Regions from separate parts of the Sus scrofa genome. Here region 1 is linked to region 2. Evidence: chromatin contacts called from public HiChIP or PLAC-seq data. All regions are on one chromosome and are shown on one strand. Each heading gives the region's core, a stretch centred on a gene start, on an enhancer-like site or on the middle of the called end of the contact. The rest is flanking DNA. Distances are from core to core; before and after follow the strand shown. Region 1 holds the start of LOC110257894 (gamma-taxilin-like). Region 2 holds the start of LOC110257883 (lysine-specific demethylase 5D-like).

Region 1 (3,016 bases), core at 329-2,828, 210 kb before region 2:
TCATTTAAAAAGCTGGTTAACATTTTTGTTCTTAATTCAACAACATTCCCCATCCCAGGAAATATAAACAGAACTTATGTTCTAAACTGCAGTGGTGCTTTTTTTTTTTTTTTTTTTTTAAATCACAGCTGTCCCTACGTGAGTATATGAAGCCATAATTTTGATTTGATAGAGTAAGAGGCATCCAGTTTTTTGTTTGTTTTAAACCCCCAGATACCGGAACTTTCTTCCAGAAATCATAGAGAAAAAGAAAGCTGTGAAGCATTAACACCTTCATACAGAAAAGTCACAATATCTGACGTCACAAACAGGTCAAAAAAAGTTCATTCTTGAGACTTTGCTCATACGTAAACTGGACCTTTTGAAGCTTACCTTACAGGTTAAAAAAAATATTTTATAGCTTCATACAGAAGTGAACCCTTCAATATGTTCAAAAGAACATAGAAAGAAAAAGGGTTTCTACTATGCCAGGCCCTCTGCCTGCAATTTCAACTTCAGGGCTCCCAAAACCATATACCTGTATGGATCCAGGTCGTTGTGTAAACTTTGTAATTCTACAAACTCGGCCCAGAACAAGTGGGATTTTTGCATTCTGAAGGAGATCTCGATTCTCTGCAACCAGTTAGACAAGGAAAAGCACTTTAAGCAAGACAAGTAAAGGCAGCGTTTGGGAGGAGCTCAAGCAAAAACCAAAGTCAAAGAAAAGAGGAAGGAAGATGGTTTAAAAAACAAAAAAGAAATAGACAAGTTGATGCCTAGGCATCAACTCCGCATCCCGATTGCCGAGCTTTGCTGTGGTTGGTGATGCTGAGTGGAAGCTCCAGAACCAGGCAGCTCCTAGAGGTCCGCCACTGCTACCCACTAAGAGCCCGGGGGCGAGCAGCAAAGGAAGGTATGGGAAAGGGAGGTGCATCTCAGCCTTAGTCCGCAAGCCATTATCTAACTACGCAAGAGTCCTGCCTGCTCAGCCCTAACTCACACAGCAGAGCAACCTGTATGTACACTCACCAAAACCGAAGAGGACGAGTCTTCGTCCCCAGTCTACCGAGGGTGGCGCCCCACGCAGCGAGCACTGGGACCTCGGAGGCTGGTAGAGAAGACTTCAGGCTCCCGCGAACCCCTAGGCGCCCCGTGCACGTGGTTGTCATGCCTAGGGCACTAAGGCATCCCACCCACTGGATCATAGACATGATTACCCTTCCTACGCCGTCTATTCCCCCAAGCCACGCAACCCAAACCCCACTTCCCCTCCATCACTTTATTCGAATACGGACCTCCTCCTCCCACATAAACTATACCTCCCCCACTGTCGTCACCCCCCTCAGCCCCCGGAGAAAACGCCGAATGTCTGTCCCTCGATTAAAGTAACCGAAGAGTGAACAGGCAAACCTGTACAGGTTATACTTTCCCTCACGCTCCGCCGCCGCCACCGCCACCAGAGCCTAGTGTCAACTCTGATTTGCTTTGGGTTGCGTAAGCGTCCTTCCAGCCCGGCCTCAACCATTTGCTGAGCGCCGGCTAAGCTACTTCCACCCCGCGCTGGCTACTCGCGTCGCCAAAATGTGACGAAAGCATTCAAATCCGCCAGTATGACCCGCAAGACGGAAGCTTGGAAGCTAACAAGTCCCAGAGCCAATCGCTGAAGTAGCGCTCTCCACGTGACGGGATCTGCGCAGAGAGGTCAAGAGAGATGGGGGTGGGGAGCATCGGAGGTTGGTACAGGCTTCCGGACCAAAAGGCAAAGAAAAATATCCCCGCCCTCCCACCCCTACCTAGGCTCCTCCCCGTGAGTTTGCGCAGGAGTGGATAATGAACCACCCTGTCACAAACTGTTCAATGATAGTTTACCGGCCAGGTTTGGGTTGAAGGCAGAGGGTAGCATTCTGAGAACAGGAGAGTATGATGGTGGTTGTGCTTTGCAGTTTGATGGGACTTGTAGTTTTCTATAGGCGATTTACTACTCTATGCCCGAGAGCTTTTATAAAGCATTCTACTGTTTAAAAAGGCAAAATTCAGGATCAGGTGAGAATAGTTGTACGTCCTGTTTTGCTCTTCTTCGTATGTCTTTTTAGTGGCCTTATCTCTTATTGTTCTTAAATTACCAGGGCAGTGCAGGTATACCTTGTTTTATTGTGCTTCACAGATATTTCATCTTTTTACAAATTGAAGGTTTGTGGCATTCTTGCACCCGACAAATTATTGGCACTGTTTTCCAACATAATTTGCTCTCATCTTGCCTTCTGTGATTTAAAAAAAAGTAATAATAAACAGAAACCTCAATTAAGTGGAATTACAGACTGCAAAGGAAAGCCCTCACATCTTGAGACCACACCAAAAGCCAAGTGGGAAGAAGGGAGTCCTCTTTCCTAGCGAATAGGCAACCATGAATGAAAACCTATGGACTGTTTCCCAACTTGTTTTTCCTCTCTGTAAAAGTGTCCTCCTCCTGCTATGGAGCCACTCGTGTCTCACCCATGATTGCGATTGTGAATAGCAATTCTTCACTAATGTGTGCTGAAGAAATAATGGGGTTCGACTTGCATCAGGTGAATACTCAACCAATTTCAATGTTTCTATTTTTTTTTGTGATTATCAGTGGTCAATTAGCTTTGATATTACTACTACAACTTGGTGCATACAATTATTAGCATAATTTAGCAGAAAAAAATTTTAATTAATGATCATACATTGAGTTTTAGATGTAATGGAACTGGACACTTAAGCCACAATATAGAGTAAATAAATTTAATCACAATGGGAAACAAACAAAAAATGTCTGTGACTTCCTTTAGTGCTAGCCTTACTATATTTCAATGATTTGGAATAAAACTAGCAGGATCTCTGAGGTACGTATGTACTTTGCAAAAAGCAAAAGAGTATTGGCTTTCAGAATTTGAGTTTTCTGGCTGCAACACCTGTGCAGAATTCTGCCCCTTCACCAGAACTTTGACCATTGTTTAACTGTTCAGAGATACTGTGCTTTGGGTCCAAACACTGTTCACTTTGGTTGACCTGC
Region 2 (2,724 bases), core at 130-2,629:
ATGCTGTCAGGCTGAAGATGAACAGCATGTTGCACAGTAAGTGGACATATAACCTCGACATTGTGTTAGTTGTTTAGTATACACTGTTAATAAGCTATTTCAGTTTGCATACAGAATTCAGGCAAACAAAACAGCATTACAAATGTGCAGTTTTCTGTATACCATAGCAAGAGGGAAGGCCTCCAAACGAAATAAGAGCACTTTAACTGGTGGTAGGGAGTCACACTGGCTAGTATTTTAAAGTATCATTTTTACAGACATGGCACAAGATGCACCAGAAAATGAAAACCACGAAGGCCCGGTAGCATGAATTCACGTAACTTCTTAAGACCTTCAGTTACATCTGAAATACTTCTAAATACATTAAAACGTCCTTCAAGGCAAGTATAAAAGACAAATAGTACAAAAAGTCCTAATTTTCGCAAAGCCCAGAACCAAAATTTAATCGGCTCTTTTTGCTATTAAAATACATATTTATTAGTTCATGGGGTCTGCCAACAGTAAGTTTTCAGACTACATGTTTTGGTAAGACATTTACAACATAAAAAATTAGCAGCTACGTAGAGGATTCACTTAATTTTAAAGTAAGGGCTTGTTAACACAGCAAACTGACCCTGCGCTCAATATAAAAAGAACTTTCACTCTAAATTTTGCATCACAGGCTTACCGCGGGTGGGCGGATCTTGCAAATACCCGACTTCTCAGCGATGGGCCTGATTTTAGCGATGTAGCCAAGCGGGTCACTGAACTCTGTCCAGGTAGGCTCGAACACCGGGCACTCCGGAGGGGGGAGGAAGTTGTACGCGCCAGGTTCCATGTTCGTTCCGAAAGCTAATCTGTAAAATACGGTTTGGTATTTTTCCAATGTTGCATAGGTCCTTCCTAGGTAAAAGCTATCTCCCAAAGACACGTTATTTTCTTCCAAACTCCAGAGTTATTTTAACCTAAGTAGCCCCTTACCAATCGTCAACGCTGCGTTTTACAACCACCATCTTGGCCTCGAGCTTTTCCGGTTCCTCTACGTACTGTCTTACTCCGCGCACGAATTCTTCAGGCGTTGCGGTTATCTCCAAATCTTAAAGATGTTCTGAATGCCAAGAAAAAGTTTAGATTGGAGGAGTCATTTCACTACCATAAAGTCAACATGCGCTAGCCTCTTGGTGTGATATTAAAAAATTCAAAAATTTTAAAGGAAACAGCCAATTACCAGGAAAGCTGCCGGATCTTTTAAAATTGTCTCTGCTGCGCATGTTACGCCCGCGCATTAGCTGACAATGTCTGCAAGCAGGTTTTCTTTGGGAAGGATTTCTTCCAAAAATCCAACGCTATGCTCCGCCTTCTCCTTAACTCTGGAAACCCTGAGGACTGGAATGCGAGAACTAAAACATGTTTCTGGAACCTTAGTACATTATCAGTTACGTGTCTGACATTAGCTTAATAGGTAGTTAACCCGTAAACGATTTTACAGTGCTCAAACAGTATAAATTATCTTCATGAACATTGCTCAGTCACGACACGTCTTCTGCGCACATTTTTAACTACTGGATTTTTGCAAAAGGAATTTTTTTCCTTCATGACCAAAAAAAAAAAAAAAAAAAAAAACTCAAAGCCAGAAAAGAACTTCTAAATGTTTTCATAAAATTTTTACCAAATATGCGAATCCTAAAAGCTATTAAGGAAGACGCTCAACTAAAAAACGATTTCAAACACAAACTGAGATAATGTCTTTACCCCTTCGTTGCAGCACTTTAAACTATCCACCCTATCAACTGAAGGAAACATGACAAAAGTTCTTAAGACTGATATGTTTACAAAGAAATAAAAACTGGTTGCTTTCTCTTAAAGCACACAGACTTCTTGAAAAAAATACACTGACCAAGTATACAAGGGTACTGAATGCTAAAGAACAAATAAAATATCTTCTCCCATTTCTCAAATTAATCCTATATTGGTAAGGAAATATAACTGCAAACTCTCATTATAAACCTCTGAAAAGCCTAGTTTTAAGGGGTTCCTGAGATCACAAAAACCTGCCGCTTTTTTTTTTGTGTTACTCTTTCACTGGATAGCATTATTATGGTCAATTTTCTTTACAAACCTTTCTTTTTTCGCAATGAATTTTATTACATTTATAGTTGTATAATGATCATCACAACCCAATTTTATAGCATGTCCATCCCAAACCCCCAGCCCATCCCTCCACCCCCAACCTGTCTTCTCCAGAAACCTCAAGTTTTTCAAAGCATGTGAGTCAGCATTGTTCTGCAAAGAAGCACTATTCACAGTAAATTAAAAGGAGAATCAACCCACTAGCCCAACAAAAGATGGATGGAATGTTTTTAAATGTGCTCACAATAGAATATATAGGTCTAAAAAGGAATGTGCAGATACATGAATAAACCTCAAAAATATTATGCTAAGAGATGACTGGAACAAATGCACACTGTGAAAGTTATAAGCTAAGTTTTTATTTAGGGAAAAATTAGGACTATAGAACAGGAGGAAGCATTTCATGTAGCTCTGAAATACCACTCCAAAGAGGAAGTGGGGGAAGGTCAGTTCATACATGATTTTGATGGAGGGGGAAGTGACTGCAACCAAGCAATCATGCTGCTAGGGTCCTGAAGCTTTCTGCTAGTCACAAGGAGAAGATGTCACCATTTAGTGATTTTTCTAGGAACAAGATATAAGAATCTCTAAAATTTTTGCAAAACTATAGTATAA

Evidence for each region. HiChIP or PLAC-seq counts read pairs in DNA pulled down with a chosen protein or histone mark.
Region 1: an H3K27ac HiChIP or PLAC-seq map of alveolar macrophages shows a contact between it and region 2. The contact joins the promoter of LOC110257894 here to the promoter of LOC110257883 in region 2. A contact is called at or near these places in 1 of 47 Hi-C or Micro-C datasets (embryonic fibroblasts) and 1 of 2 datasets of contacts at active chromatin or transcription factors (alveolar macrophages).

The regions. Positions count from the first base shown.
Region 1 is chrY:39,789,123-39,792,138 of Sscrofa11.1, reverse strand. It overlaps LOC110257894 (gamma-taxilin-like), which reads right to left and starts at 1,578. Exons shown (of 10, transcript XM_021080891.1): 1 at 1,390-1,578.
Region 2 is chrY:39,580,908-39,583,631 of Sscrofa11.1, reverse strand. LOC110257883 (lysine-specific demethylase 5D-like) reads right to left here and starts at 1,379. Exons shown (of 30, transcript XM_021080883.1): 1 at 961-1,379; 2 at 668-836. The coding sequence starts at 817.